Regions from separate parts of the Danio rerio genome. Here region 2 is linked to region 1. Evidence: chromatin contacts called from public HiChIP or PLAC-seq data. All regions are on one chromosome and are shown on one strand. Each heading gives the region's core, a stretch centred on a gene start, on an enhancer-like site or on the middle of the called end of the contact. The rest is flanking DNA. Distances are from core to core; before and after follow the strand shown. Region 1 holds the start of bag5 (BCL2 associated athanogene 5). Region 2 holds the start of zgc:110045.

Region 1 (2,522 bases), core at 7-2,506:
CGCCAACTAATCCAGCATATATTTTATGCATCAGATGCCCTTCCAGCCACAACCTAACACTGGGAAACACCCATACACTTCTGCATTTACACACATAGTGTACACTATGGCCAATTTACCTTGTTCAATTCACCTGTACTGCATGTCTTTGAACTGTGAGGAAACCGGAGCACCTGGAGGAAACCCACGTGAATATGGGGAGAACATGCAAACTGCACACACAAATGCCAACTGACTCAGCCGGGGCTAGAACCAGTGACCTTGCTGGGGGGCAATTGTGCTACCCACCGCACCACCGTGGTGCCACAATTTCCAAACAGTCCAAGCAGGTTTTTTTAAGCAAAATACTGCATAAAACTACTCAAATAATTGTCAACTGTTTCAAAATGATAAGAGCATTTTATGTCACTAATCATCCCTGTTTAAATAATTTTGGCAGTATTTCTACAGATATTACTCAACAATTTTTTTAACGATAATAATAAGAATAATTGTTTTATTTTTTTTATTAATTTTTTTAGTTTGTTCGTTTTGTAATTAATTAAATTTTTTTGTGTTGGCGTATTAGAATGATTCCTGAAGAATTATGTGATATAGATGGCTGCTGCAAGTTAACAATCCTAAATTGCATGTATTTGAATAATGTTCAGCATGGTGGCACAGTGGTTAGCACAATCGACTTCCAGCAAGAAGGTCGCTGGTTCAAGCCCCGGATGGGTTAGTTGGCTTTTCCGTGTGGAGTTTGCATGCTCTCCCTGTGTTTGCGTGGGTTTCCTCCGGGTGCTCCGGTTTCCCCTATAAGTCCAAAGGCATGCAGTATAGGTGAACTGGGTAAGCTAAATTGCCCGTAGTGTATGTGTAAATGAGTGTGTATGGATGTTTGATGGGTTGTAGTTGGAAGTCCACCCACTGCGTAAAACCTATGATGGATAAGTTGGCGGTTCATTAGGCTGTGGCGACCCCAAATTAATAATGGGACTAAGTTGAAAAGAAAATGAATGAATGAATAAATGATCAAATAAAATAATTTTTTTTATTGTTTTATTTTGCTGTTCGTTTAATAAATGCGTTTAAAATATATATGATCAACCCCAAACTTTTGAATGTTACTGTGTATGTATAATTGCTCTAAATCCCATTTTTATTAATCATCCATTTCTCTTCCAACTTCAGTTTTGGACATCCAACATCCAACGCAATCAAACTCTTCGCTCGTTCTTGTTGGCCAGCAGGTTTATGTCATTAGACATGTATGCCCTGTGGCTGTAAAAGAATATTGCGTTGTGCTGAATCTGTAAACACAGGCTCACCAATGGCTGTACGCTGGTTATGCAGGTAGGAACCCTTTGAACGTCATGTTTCACAAGAAATGTGTTCATATAAATATCTATTCGATTTAAACAAAACTTTGCCTCGCAGTTCCGTGAGCTTATAATGAGAGCTGATCAGTGTCTTTGTGTGATTTAAACAGACATAACAGAAGCCAGGTAAACAGTAGGATAATTTCATCCGATGTATGCCGTTTCAAATAGTTTAACGCAGCTCAGATGTTACGTTTACAGCAAATTCGTTGACGTTTTTGTGCATAAACGATGCAACCACTTTATATTGAGAAAGGGAGTTCACATTTGACTTCCTCGCTTAAATGTTTTTATTAAAAGTACTAAGGCAGGCGAGCCAGTATGTTTTGCGTTAACGCGAGTCAGGTTGTGGAGTGATTGACTTGTTTACTATTTGGGCACATTTGGTTAAAGAGAATACTGTACAGCGACAGGGATCCCTCCTGATGCGAGGAATGGTCTCCCCAGTGTGTTGTACCTAGGGTGAACGAATCTTTTAAGTGAACGAATCAGTCTCGTTCGTTACCTTCCATTCTCTGCCACTGACTCTTTTTTTAGTTTACTGAAGTCTGAAAATGTGCGTATATTTAAATGTAACATATCTTTGAAAAACTGAAATGTCCTAATTTTTTATGTAAATTAATTTAAATGTAACTTGTTCAGTCCCTTTAATGTCAGGTGAGCTGTCATTGGCTGTTACTGTTTTTAATCATTCATAAGTAGGGCTCGGGGGGCTGCACGGTGGCGCAGTGGATGGCACGATCACCACACAGCAAGGTTGAGTGGAGTTGGCATGTTCTCGTTTTGCCGTGGGTTTCCTCTGGGCCCAAAGACATGCATGCACTATAGGTGAATTGGGAAGGCTAAGTTGTCCATAGTGTATGTGAGTGAATGAGAGTGTATGGATTATTCTCAGCGGCTGGAAGGACATCTGCTGCGTAGAACATATCCTGGATAAGTTGGCGATTCATTCCACAGTGCTGAACCCAGATTAATAAAGGGACTAAGCTAAAAAGAAAATGAATAAATGAAGTAGGGCCGATAAATAGTATTATATTGAATCGTGATAAAAATTTATGTCAGTATCAATGATAAGCTCTGGACTTTTTTACTCTATATTGATCTAAGACCCAATAACACAGCAGAAATATGCAACAATGGGAATCTAAAAGTGTGTTGATA
Region 2 (2,522 bases), core at 13-2,512, 460 kb before region 1:
CCAGTTTATTATCAAAAAAATTCTGTGGATTCTGTGTTATCATAGAAACATGGCGTCCGGAAAACCGCACCACAGCACATTGCTAAAAATCAGTGGGATCCTATTTTAACATTTGGAAATTAAAAAAAAAAGAGACTTGTTGGGTTTATATCAGTCCAGCATGAAAGTGGACACACTATACATACAGACAGTTCTGTCTAAACAGCTTAAGTTGATTTTCATCATAGGTGCCATTTAAATTTTATTTTCAGTTATTTTTACAGTCGTGTTTACTTATTTCGAAATGCATTTTTGTCATTCTTTTTAAAAAATCGAAATAATTTAGTTTTTGCTGTACTAAAAATTCAATCTAATATTTAAATTTAATGTGATCTCAACTTTATTTTTATAAATAAATGTTTTACTAAAAGTGTTGTGAAAAGGTTTGGTGTCAGTTTTACTTTTGGTTTAACGAGAAGTGCACCGATCTTTTCTTGCGCAATGGAGTCTTAGATCTTCATTTTATACTATTTATCAACACATACGCAGTGAGAGAACGGAGATCCATAGAGACCATTGTTCATTTCCATCCCAGACAGCAGGCAGTGATTAAATATGCCACTTCTGCTCCACTAATTCATTCACTTTGAAATTCTGCTGCTGAGCAGAGTGCATCTTTTTCTGTTAAAGGCCTACATTGTTTTCACAGGACTTTGGCCTCATTAGCAGGAGGTGTGGGGGAAGGGACATCGGCCACAGAGACATTGTGTCTTTCTGTCCATAATGATGTGACACAGTCAATTTGGAGATGCTTATGGTGATTGGGGGAGTCGGCACAAAACATTTGGCGGATTCTTCCTTTTCTGTGTCCTTTAAAATGTCATTTTGCATATGCACATCCAAACCAGATCTTCCCTGCCAAAACGGAAAACGTGTTTCAAATTGAGCCATGCTATTAGAAAACTCTGGTCTTACTTTTTTTTATATTTATTGTATTCCAGCCAGATTATAGCATGGCAAAACCTGTTGCCTTCTATTCTTCTTGGGATTCCAGAATGCTACAGGAACCATCCCGGGATAAAGGAGTTGTTGCCTCAATTACGTGAGTATTAAGAACTGGGAGAGACTCATGTAGCTTGGTCTAAAGGCTTATCAGAGGCTAAGCCAGAGGGTGGAAAAAAAACAGTAAAGCTAGCCTCAGTCGACCAGAGGTACGGGCACAAGGCCATCTGTCCATTCTCTGAATACAACTGACAACAAAAGAGGGCAACACCACACTCAAGGAATCATACACACTCTGGAGCCGCAAACGTTAACTCATCCTGGATTGACAAGGAAAAGAAGCCTCAGTGAAGAAAGTAACAGGCATCTCTGCTCTATCTCAACCTCCATCACATCTCAGGTCAGTTTGTTAACTTCGATCCAAAGCTGCTCGTCACGCACAGAGACTTCTGAAGGACAAGAGCAAATAGGCGTATTAATGCTTTTCTGGCATGTCAACAGTGCTCTTGTTTTATCTTTGACAAAAGGAAAGAGGGGGTCAACATTTTTAATATGATGTGTGACTAATATGTACTATATGTATTAGTCACACATTATATATATAATTGAGCATAATTGAGTACACCCTATTTTGAAAATTTATATTTTTATCCATGTCTTAGTGAATATAGATATTTCATATTTATATATAGATATATATATTTATAAATAGAATATAGATATTTTTGTGCATTTAAACAAAACAGATTTATTAAACAGATATATTTATTAAAATAATATGTTAGTCACCAAACATGTTTAGAAATTGAAAGATAATGCAAACAAATTCAACAAAATATTTCAAAAAATTTCAACAAATTCTCTTGATTTTTCCTCTTTATTAAATTTGTATTTAGTATTTTTCTATAACATATAAATTTGAGTGTACTAGTTTTTGGACCGTTATTGTAACTTATTTTGTGGGATAAGGTCCAGAATTGGTTTCAGTACTGACTAATCTAATGTATGTGAACAAATATAGTATTGTATAGCTTCCTTTAAAAATTTGTGAGGGGTGTACTTATATATGTTGCGCACTGTATACAACTGGAACTTGTCATTGATTGTTTGTTTTGTTTGTTTGTTTGTGAGAATTTATTAATCCCAAAGTGAAATTCACATCACAACAGTGATCTTCATACTAAAAATAGATCAAATAAGCTACATATGTATAAAAACAATAATAAAGTTACATAAAATTATAAGCATATAAGCATAATTCATAGTATGATTTTGGTTATACAATCTGATCACTGTTGGTAAAAAGGATTTCCTGCATCTTTTTCTGTAACACCGGGGTTAAATTAATCTTGCACTAAAAGAGCTTGTACACGCTTGGACTGTATCAAAAAAGGGATGATTATTGTGGTCCATCATACTGACAAATTTGTCCATCATTCAATAATGTGCAATCTCTTCTATAGTGGGTAGTACACGCCCCACAACAGAACCTGCCCTTATTTACATGTCATTTTGTTGTTGCTTTGATTGCTTGTCATGGT

The links. HiChIP or PLAC-seq counts read pairs in DNA pulled down with a chosen protein or histone mark.
Region 2: an H3K4me3 HiChIP or PLAC-seq map of embryo shows a contact between it and region 1, with 2.9 times the contacts expected there. The contact joins the promoter of zgc:110045 here to the promoter of bag5 in region 1. A contact is called at or near these places in 1 of 18 Hi-C or Micro-C datasets (hematopoietic stem cells) and 1 of 4 datasets of contacts at active chromatin or transcription factors (embryo).

What each region holds. Positions count from the first base shown.
Region 1 is chr13:17,777,851-17,780,372 of GRCz12tu, reverse strand. It overlaps bag5 (BCL2 associated athanogene 5), which reads left to right and starts at 1,256. Exons shown (of 5, transcript NM_001431071.1): 1 at 1,256-1,335. The coding sequence starts at 1,313.
Region 2 is chr13:18,238,072-18,240,593 of GRCz12tu, reverse strand. zgc:110045 reads left to right here and starts at 1,262. Exons shown (of 10, transcript NM_001039984.2): 1 at 1,262-1,381.